Linked DNA regions of Mus musculus: all the other regions are linked to region 2. Evidence: chromatin contacts called from public ChIA-PET and HiChIP or PLAC-seq data. All regions are on one chromosome and are shown on one strand. Each heading gives the region's core, a stretch centred on a gene start, on an enhancer-like site or on the middle of the called end of the contact. The rest is flanking DNA. Distances are from core to core; before and after follow the strand shown.

Region 1 (3,462 bases), core at 742-3,241, 150 kb before region 2:
CTGAGGTTGTTGGCTTAAGTTTCACTTAGCTCAAGCTGGAGAGGAAACAAAGACAGCCTTTGAAGCGGTCAGTCCACTCTATGGCAGAAGCCAACTGCCTGGCATTCTCCTCCTTGGGCTTGCTCCAGTAGGCAGTTTGGGGGGGGGGGGGGGACAGTCCTACCAAGAGCCAGCCTTGAGGACAGCTGGACAGGAGTCTGAGGATCCAGGACACAGCACCAGCCACAGCCCACCCTCAGCACCTCTGCCAAGCTCTGTTAGCGGCTAGAGACAAGCTGAGAGTCCTAGGGGCTGCATAAAGGCAGAGAGGGGTGTAGGGGCACCAGGTATGAGATTCCAGACTCCAACTGCCCTGAGAGAGCCCAAGAGATCCTACTCCTGGGAGGACTGAGTCTTCACCGCCCCACCCTTCATCCATACGTTTGATGAAAATTGCTCTCTCTATGTATCATTTCCGGTTTTCCCACCCCACCTATGCTGAAACAAGCTGCAGAGGTTGACTCAACAGAAGGCCAAAACCCCTACACAGGGAACTTCCGGACCTCACTTTTCCTTTCTCCTCCTCTCCTCACCCTAGCACGGTGCCTGCTACACTCGTCCAAGAGGCAATCTAGATCATTACAGATCAGCTTCCCACCGAGGGCAGCGGAAGGCCACTAGGAAAGAAGAGAAAGAGCAAGGAGTTTTTGAAGCCTGGTCCTCCCTCACTGTCAGACCTTAGTCTGTCTCTATGCCTCAGTTTCTCTGTAATAGAAGACGGGGTGGGGTATATAATTCTAGGCCATTCTGCCTCTGTCACTTCAAGTTCTAGGCCAAGCAGTCATTTAGGACACTAACTGCTGTAGAGACAGACCCTCTAGCTTAACATTCCTCACCCTCCCCTGCCCAGGCATCCATCCTCTTTAGACACTGAGATCCTTAGATTTGCATCAATTCCCAGCAGTGCCCGCGGGGCGGGGCAAGGAGCACCTGTTACACTCATCTGAAATGAAAGACTCTGCAAACTAGGGGATACAGCCTGAGCAGCACAATTTGGGATTAATTTGAGGCCTTCCCGGCCTACGGTTGGCCCCACTGTGCCTGTGGGTTAGGTGTGGGATGTGACCCCGGCCAGGGAGCAACGCCTGGGTAGTGAGTGCAAAGGGCCACAGATCGGTGGTGTGGTTGTGCCCCTAGTTCGCAATAAGAGCAAAGCCAAACTTGTTCGTCGCACTCTGGCAGCCTGAGCTTCTGCCCTCGGTCCACTAAACACCCCCAGTCCAGGGCCATCACCCTGTCCCTTTGAAGAGACCCGAGGGAAAAGAGGGAAACTCAGAAGATCAGGCGGGTAAAAAGAAACCGTCTTTCCTGCTGGGGGTTGGAAAGAAAAAGAAACAAAAAGAAAAAGGAAAGAGAAGAGAGAAGGAGCAGGGGATCTGAAGCGTGTGACCGTCAAACCATCAGCATGTCCCTTGGCAGAAAAGAGGAACCGTTGATTCTTCAAAGCGCATTGAGCAATTTCTTCAAAACCCGCGCAGTCACTTTCAGGAATCGCGGCCGCAGTGGGAAGCGCTGCGCGCGGCCCGGGCGCCTCGGTTTCTGAGAAGCGAAGCGCTGGGCTGGCACGGGGCAGGGAGGGGCCCGCGGCCGAGAAGCTGCTGCTGACAGCTGTCACAACAAATGGGCCCAGAGCAGCTCGAGATTGAAACCGCAGCAGGAAGTGTGGGCGGCTCAGTGAATTTCAGTCCAGACTCGGAGAGGAGAGTTTCGAGATAAACGCCTGGGAAGCCCCTGGCCGCCCCGACTTTCCACGAGAAGAGAGCACGCAGACATTCGGGTTACCCTGAGAGCCACGATCGCTCTGGGACCCCAGCCCTCTGACCCCGGCGCCGCCCGCCAGCCGCTTACCCATGGCCCAGCGAGAGCGCGCGTCGCTATGCAGAGACCCTCTACACGCACAGCCGTCCTGTCCCAGCGCTCTCGGCGCGACTGACTACCGGCGCCGCTCGACTGCCTCCTCCCCCGCGGACCCGCCCATGGACCCGCCCCCCCCCAGCGCTCTGGGCGCCCATTGGTGAATCCTATTTTCTAGAGCGGAGCAGACTCCGCCCCCTTAGACCCGAGGACGTCTGGGAGTTGTAGTGTGCGCCCACTTTGCAGCTAGGGGCTGATGTAAGAAACTCAAGAATCAACTGCTGTCGCATGTCTGTTGGTTTCCCTAGAGGCAAAACTAGAGTCTTAGAAAAACTGCCCGCTCTTTGTAGCTTGCCAAAGACTGGGTGGGGTTAAATAAAGTGCTTCTGGCTTTTACCTGAAGTGGTCCTGGCCGGTTCCATCCTTTCCAACTTTACACAGTAAGTACTGTTAGCCTACCAGAGGCCAATCTAGAAAGTCTGTGGTCCAGGCCTAATGCCCAAAATGCCCATGTCTACATATGTCATGTAGACTGAGTGAAAGCCACAAGATGGACCGTGCAAAGAGGAAGTGAACGAGTTGAGGGTGAATGTGGACAAGATTAGTAGAGAGAACAGTCATTTGGACCCGTGTGGGTTATAGAAGATGACGCTAAAACTTGAGATTTAAAAGCAGAAAGCCTTATTAGCTTGAACTCGAACTCTGTTCCTATTATGTAGTTAGTATCCCCGGAATCAAATTCTGTTGATTAACTATAATACTCATACAGCTCGGTGCATTTCATACCATCATTATCTTCATTATATAGAGCAAAACAGGCCTGGGTGATTAATTAGCTCATATTACTGGTCGGTGGTAGGGCTAGAGAATTGGGGCACAGAGGAAGGCTTCATAGTTAGCCCCCAACATTTTAGTGTTCCCCTTCACACTGAACAAATGGACAGTCTGCATTTGATGACTTTGACCCTCTGGGCTTTATCCATAAGCTCTGGAATGGCAGATCTGCAAGCTCAGCCTGGAGCAGACACCAGTGAGCTTGGTGGATAATTGTAATAAACCAGTGCTTGCCGATCTGGTAACAGGCAATATTGTGGTTGATATTTATTAACTGCTCAGAATAACGAGCAGAACAATGATTGTAACAGTGCCTCCCACATCCAAGATTACAAACCCCAGTCCACCCCAAGAGATCCAAGACTCTAGCAGAGATGCAATCTACCAAGAGATACCACCTGGAAACTTCACAGGCTTCTAGTCACTGTGTTCATTTGGTAAGGGTCGATTGGTTGGGTTAGCTACAGTGCCAGGTTAGGTATGGAGATCTGCACGCTGCCTTCAGTGTTGCAGTATAGACCATCCACTACCTCCTGGATTGGATACATCTATCAATGAGGCACTCACTACCTTTCAAAGCCACAGCTAATCCGACCTCTGAAAAGGAGGATCCTACCGTCCAGGCAGGAGAGCTCACTCTCAGGCAGTGCTGTTTGTGCAAAGCCTCAGCAAGTCAACACCTGTCTCGGGCAACCTGCGAACAATAAGATCTAAATTTAATTGTCTCCTGAGGCA
Region 2 (3,105 bases), core at 432-2,931:
TGGTGTGAAATAGAACTAACAATGGACTGCTGTGTAAAGTCCCTGCTTGCTCTCCGTGGAGCACTGCAGGCGCCACTGCACTGCCCTGCTGAGGCTCTTTGCCTCTTAGCTTATTGGTTGGTAGTTTTTTGGTTTGGTTTGTTTTACTTACCTCTGGTTTGTTAATTATCTTTTAAACTTTCTTTAATTATCATGGTAATAAGACCCTGAGTTCAGTACCTAGTTCATGAGAGGGGATGGGGTAGATAGGCTGTCATATACACATACATGATCTGCATGTAAATGAAAATGTAAGCATTCATTAGAAACATTTAAATGTAAAGAGACCTGAGCCTGTACTCTGTTTGTGTCCTAGGGATATTTTCAGCTCAAAGCCAATCCGGGAGCCTGGATTCTGAGACTGAGGAAGGGGCGCTCAGATGACATTTATAGGATCTACAGGTAGGACAAGGAGACGGCTTCATTGTAGAGACTGAGCTTTAATTGCGCATTATCTGGGCTTACCCCAGGCATCGTGCGTTATAGTCGAGTTCATGATAAAGCCAAGCTTCTCAGAAGAGTAAGTGTGGGAGAAGTTGTAGGGGATGGGTTGGTTAGCAAGGGGTCTAAGTGCTGATCAGAGCGAGGTCTGTTCTCCATTGCTTTCCCTGTCAGCTCTTATCAGAAGGATGCAGATAGCAGGCAGGAGCTCTGACCACTTGATGAGAGCTGACTGGAAACAGCAGGGTCGGTCCTGTTCAGTACGCTGATGGGAGGTGTTTATCATGACCCCGGCTGTTTTGTACATGCACAGAACACATGAGCTTTGACTGTGTAGTCTGACTGTCGGTCCTGGTCCCTGGGCTGCAGTTGTGTAGGCGTACTCCTACACCAGCCTGTCAGTGACAGGAATTGTCTTAAAGTTCAAACGAACCCCAGAACACCATTTTAAAAATGTGGTCTCTATCCTGTTTAACACAGTTTAAACTCGTCCTTAGTTCTGTGCCAGTTTGTGTAGGGAATGGTTTTCATTATGGTTTCTGTGAACAGCCTAATGTGTGTATTTGCTTTGGCTTCATGGCCTTTTACTTGACATGGAGAAGCAGTGTGGTTTAGTGGGTTTGGTTTTGGTTTTTCTCTCACCCACGCTTGAACTGGACTCAAGTGAGTCTTCTGCCTTAGTCTCCTGTAGCTGAGACCTCAGGCGTGTGCCTCCATACCTAGCTTGTGCAGATTTCTTATTCAATAACTTAGAATTTTGTGCTATAGTAATGTCCTTATTGTAAATAGTAGGCTTTTCCCTGATTCAGTTATTTTCCCAAGAAGGCTTCACAGAATGTTTCTTCTATGGGCCCTGTCCATCTTCTTCCTTGCCTGGGGCTGTGGTGCCGTCCTCTCTGCTGTCTAGGGTTCCTGTCTTCCGAGGCTTCCCAAATGGACAGCCTGTGATTCTGGAATCTTCTGTGCGCCAGCTTTCTCCTCTCCTTTTGCTGCCTGCTGAGTGACAGCACATGCAGTGGCTTCCTCACATTGCTGCCTGGAGAGTGAGATGAGGAGGAAGCGAGTACTCACAGTCGTCCTGCTCTGCCTTGTGGGCCTCGGACCAGAGCGGCTGCACTGTGGGCTTCCTACCAGACACAGAATTGAGTCTGTGCTCTAAACTTGGCTGGTTGTGCCGCCTCTCACACTGTAGCCTAGGCTGGCTTTGATCGCAGTTGATCTCCCTGCTGCTTCCTGTTGGGGTTACAGGTGTGAGTCACCACACTCTGCCAAGAGTTAAACAGCAGAAGCGGCTCCAGGGATGGGCCTGAGTGTGCAGACTGTGAGCGGACAAGCTTTGTCATGATCTGACCAGTGCTTGTCCTGCCTGAGAGCCCATTGATGTTTGCCTGCTGTAGGAAGGAAGTCAGCTCACGTCCCTAGCCTAGAGATGGAGATTTCCAGGAACACTTCTTTGTCCTGTAAAGGTGTTTCTTTCAGACTGTGAGGAAACTGTTGGTTTTAAAAAGTGTTTCTACAATGAAGATGGGCAAGCACAGCCCATCTTGTTGTCTGAGTATTTACCGCATTTTGGGATTGTGATTTCTTTCTCTGTCTTACTTGTCTCTAAGCCATGATGGTACAGATTCCCCTCCTGATGCAAACGACGTTGTTGTCATCCTCAATAACTTCAAGAGCAAGATCATCAAAGTGAAGGTGAGTCTGCTCGGCTTTGTCAGGGAACAGACAGCAGTCCCCCCCTGTGGCCGTGGCCAGCCACTGTCAGGGAACAGACAGCAGTCCCCCCCTGTGGCCGTGGCCAGCCACTGTCAGGGAACAGACAGCAGTCCCCCCGTGGCAGCCGCTGTCGGAGGTACTAACACTTGTGACCGTGCTAGGAGAGCCCTCTCGCGGTAGTTCATTAAGACACTGTTTTAATGTTCTGTTTTGTGTTAATTACTGTTGTGATTTTTACCTTGCCTAACTTACCAATTAAGCATTAGTACAAATAGAGTGAACAAAGCTGTAATATGTATACAGGGTTCTCTACTCTTAGAGTTCATGCATCCAGTAGGGGCTTGGAATGTCTCCATTAGATGAAGTAGGACTGCTGCATTTGGAAGTCATTTTGGTATTCCATTTGGAAGTGGCTTTTGGTTGGTTGGTTGGCTTTTGGATTTTGTTGTTGTTTGTTTTAATAGTTCTAGGGATGCTGCTTAAGAAAAATGTCTTAGTGAAGATAAGATTCTAGCTTTCTTCAGCCAACAGATTGTCACTTTTGGTAATCTCAGAGTCCCATTTTGTGCAAAATGTCCCCACAGAGACTTTGTGTACTCCCCTCTCCATTCTGATTGAGACAGGGTCTCACTATTTAGCCCTGAAGCCCTGATTGACCTGGGACTTGCTATGTAGACCAGGTTGGCCTCGAACTCACAGATATGTTTGACTGCCTCCCAAGTATCAGGATTAAAGGCATTGCACCTGGCTCAGCTTTGCCATGTTTTTTTTTTTAAGTTTTATTTATTTATACACATGTAAATGTGTTTATGTGAATATATGACACTCGTATACCTGTGAAGGGCACAAGAGAGCATTGGTATCTCTTAGAAATGGAGTTACAGGTTGTTGTGAACTATTCAGTATAGT
Region 3 (3,366 bases), core at 439-2,938, 170 kb before region 2:
CATGGGTGTGTGTACATACACACACTGATAACAATGGCAGACAAATCACAAGTCTCATTTTTCTGCTTTAACACATAGGAAAACCATGGATCCTGCCCTAAAGGGAAAGAAAGGTTCCTGAAAGAGAACAACTGCCTGCTTTGTCTCCATGTGTGCAGAGCAGGTCAAGGAATGGGGCATGGCCCATAGTTTTGCAGGAAGAGTGTCGGGTGGATTCTTGCCCTCTCCCAAAGCTAAGGGTTCGGAGTGGGGACTGTCTAAGTCCGAGGTGAAGCAGAGTTGCTCTTCTGGGTCACCATTCTTCTAAGCCTTTTGGGCCCTGCACATGAAAGCGTCCTCTGGGAATTGCCAAAGCAGCAAGTTTCACACTGGTGATGCACACCAGTGGGCACTTGTGCTACTCACAGTGACTATAGACCCCTGTTGCATGGGGTTGTAGCTGGCAGTTGGTCTAATCAGGAGTTGGAAGTGAACACAAAGCTTGGATTGCCCCTAAGAACCAAGTCAGGGCGGGGTGGGGTGGGGTGGTGCAGGGATGCAGATGTGGGTGGAGAAATGGTAGATGCTTTGAGGGCACCTAAGAGGGAAGCCAGAGTTCCTGGGGAAGAGGCTCCAGGATGAAGATGGGGGACGCATGCAAGTGGAGGAGAGAATGGTTTTCAGGCAGATGGAATCCCATGTGTTTCCAGAACTGTTGGGGGTGTGTGACTGCCAGAAGCCTGATGGGGGGACACCCCAGAGCTCAACCCAGGCAGGAACTGCAGAGTGTGGATGCAATGGGGGAGGGGGAGACCAGAAGCCTGAGGAAGGAAGAAGTTTCCAAGCAGACACTGGAGTTTGAATCTGGGGACAGTACAGAGTTGTGGGCCACATCTTAAGTGCAGTGAGCTGATGAGAGCTGGGTATGGCAGGCTTATTTTAACTTGTTCCTAATGCATCCAAGGCCATTAGCCCCATATCAAATGTACAATGATTGGAAGTTCCACCTCTTTAGCCCACCCATCTCTCCCACCTAGTTACCTCTGAAAGAACCATTCCCCCTTCTGTTCACCTCCTTTGCTTCTCCCTTCTCATTTTCCCTCCCCTCTCTATTACATTTATCTGTTTGTTGGGGGGGGCATGCATGCTATGGCGCACATGCAGGTCAGAAGACAACATCCAGTAGTTGTTTCTGTCCTACCACATGAATCCAGGGGTTCAAACTCAATCCGTCAGACTTGGAAGCAAGACCGTAAACCTCTGAGCTCTTTTGAACAGCTTTCCCCTAGAGGTTCCCTCCCTGACTATTACCCAGGCTTTCAACTGTAGCTCCTGGGCAACCCATATCCAAGCCAGGCTTTCTTGATTGGGCTCCCAGTGCAAGCGAGTGATGCTTCCCTATTCTTCATTCCTGTGGGAGGGAAACCACCAGAGCCAGGCTGAGATGTGGCAGTGAGGTCAGGGAACTTGCATCAGACAGCCCATCATCAAGCCCCAGACAATGGTACGGATGTGGCAGGTGAACCTCCACTCCCCTTCCAAGGGCCTTGGCAGACATTACTAATCAATTGCATCACTTTCGCAGTGAGTCAATCCAGAGCTGCAGACAACCACAAAAGTTGGCTTGCCATTCTTGACCCAGACACTATCCAGAAGTCAGAGTCACTGACTCAGAAGGCAAGGTAAAGGGTAGTGGTCAGAACACATGCATGGGTTTCAAAATGCTAAGGTAAAGGACAGGATAAGGCATGGCCAAGCTAGCAAGGGAAGTAGTGACTCACATTCATCAGGACTTAAGTTTACAGAGGGCTTTCTCTAAATACCCTGGCTCTTGGGGTTAAATGACTCACTTCCATACTACAGATGAGACAGAGAAGTCCCAGAGAAAGGGGGGTGCACCTGGTGCCACACAGTATTCTGATCCATGTGGCATACACTTTCTCTGAGCCTTAGCACAGGTAGCTCAAGACCCAGAGTCAGCTTCTCCTCTAACGGGTCACCCAGAGCTGAAACCCATGAGAAGGTGAGAGACAGAGCCCACCCGTGGCCTGCTGCTAGTGGTCTAACCCCTGAGTGGACACAAACTCAGGGAACATTTGCTGACAGGAGACACTCTGGAGATCTCAAATATTACTACTTAAACAGAGCTGCAGGGGTAGCTCATTGGGGCATGTCTTTGGAGGTTATACCTGGTTTGTGTGTTCTCTCCCTCTCCCTCTCCCTGCTCCTGTCCCCTTGCCTCCCCTCCCCCAGTTGTCTACCCTAAGACAAAGAACTTCCAGTGTCTTGTGGTTCTGCCACCCAGTGGCCATGGGCTAAATAAAACCTCTGCTAATGTAGGCAACAACAAATGTGATGGTTTGTATATGCTTGGCTCAGGGAATGGCACTATTCGAAGGTGTGACCCTGTTGGAGTAGGTTTGTCACTGTGGGTATGGGCTGTGAGACTCTCATCCTAGCTGCCTGGAAGCCAGTCTTCTGCTAGCATCCTTCAGATGAAGATGTAGAACTCTCAGCTCCTCCTACACCATGCCTGCCTGGATGCTGCCATGTTCCCACCATGATGATAATGGACTGAATTTCTGAACCTGTAAGCCAGCCCCAATTAAATGTTGTCCTTATAAGAGTTGCCTTGGTTATGGTGTCTGTTCACAGCTGTAAAACTCTAAGACAACAAAACCTCCCATCTCTCAAGTTACTTCTGAAATTATTTGGTTATGATGATCAGCAAAGCAAGTGACACAGGATGCACATTGAGTCCTTCCTCCAGGGCCTAGGGTTTGGCTGTCCCTCATGCTTTGAGCCACTCGGGAATTCTCTTGTCTACATTAGCCTTCATTTCTATTGCTTGCAAGGAAAGGACCCAAGATTGTCACTGGCACACTGGCTGTGGGAAAGTATAGGTCATAATCTATTTGGCTTCTAGCTTCTTGGCCGTTCCTTTCTACCCCAGGGCCCAAGCAGAAAGCCAAGAACCTTAGAGGTAGGAAAGAGCCTCAGGAAAGGTAAGGTCGGGAAGTAGCTGCTCTTTCAAGACACCCACTGGGAGCGCCTCTTCCTTGCTCTCCTTGTATGTCAGAGCCTTTCCTCCTTTGGGGAGTTTCACAGTCAGGGCCAGGTGGCTTCCAGGACTAGAGGCTCCCCACAAAAGGTTGAGCTGCCCCCTGGTAGGATGGGGAGTGTGTTCTGTAGTCATCTGCTCATTAGTGGTCTCTAGATTCAATTCTGCATCACAGAGGACACAGAGACTCACAGGTAGCCAGCCGGCTGTCACACACACACACACACACACACACACACACACACACACACACACACACGGAGGAACAACCCCCAGCGAGTGAGGCCCTAGTCTTGGGAGCTTGTGCTCATATTTGCCCACCTCGA

The links. ChIA-PET counts read pairs in DNA pulled down with a chosen protein or histone mark. HiChIP or PLAC-seq counts read pairs in DNA pulled down with a chosen protein or histone mark.
Region 1: a contact with region 2 is called in an RNA polymerase II ChIA-PET map of effector CD8 T cells, with 276 read pairs. The contact joins the promoter of Arid5a here to the enhancer-like site in region 2. A contact is called at or near these places in 1 of 39 promoter capture datasets (the HPC-7 cell line), 5 of 115 datasets of contacts at active chromatin or transcription factors (CD8 T cells, effector CD8 T cells, embryonic stem cells and 1 more) and 4 of 9 other capture datasets (adipose tissue, embryonic stem cells, liver and 1 more).
Region 3: a contact with region 2 is called in an HNF4G HiChIP or PLAC-seq map of pancreatic cancer cells. The contact joins two enhancer-like sites. A contact is called at or near these places in 1 of 484 Hi-C or Micro-C datasets (trophoblast stem cells), 3 of 115 datasets of contacts at active chromatin or transcription factors (double positive thymocytes, embryonic stem cells and pancreatic cancer cells) and 3 of 9 other capture datasets (adipose tissue, liver and pancreatic islet).

Annotation. Positions count from the first base shown.
Region 1 is chr1:36,306,262-36,309,723 of GRCm38.p6, reverse strand. Arid5a (AT rich interactive domain 5A (MRF1-like)) reads right to left here and starts at 1,991. Exons shown (of 7, transcript NM_001172205.1): 1 at 1,888-1,991. The coding sequence starts at 1,891.
Region 2 is chr1:36,159,012-36,162,116 of GRCm38.p6, reverse strand. Uggt1 (UDP-glucose glycoprotein glucosyltransferase 1) reads left to right here. Exons shown (of 41, transcript NM_198899.2): 31 at 356-441; 32 at 2,091-2,175. Among named protein-coding and RNA genes, the nearest start is that of Mir6897, 16 kb to the right of the region's middle. Within about 2 kb of position 1,681, at least 87 of the 459 cell types and tissues checked have an H3K27ac peak or open chromatin away from gene starts, as enhancers often do. A contact at or near this core is called in CD8 T cells, the HPC-7 cell line, effector CD8 T cells and 1 more, where this site is marked.
Region 3 is chr1:36,324,358-36,327,723 of GRCm38.p6, reverse strand. No RefSeq gene overlaps it. Among named protein-coding and RNA genes, the nearest start is that of Arid5a, 18 kb to the right of the region's middle. Within about 2 kb of position 1,688, at least 72 of the 459 cell types and tissues checked have an H3K27ac peak or open chromatin away from gene starts, as enhancers often do. A contact at or near this core is called in pancreatic cancer cells, where this site is marked.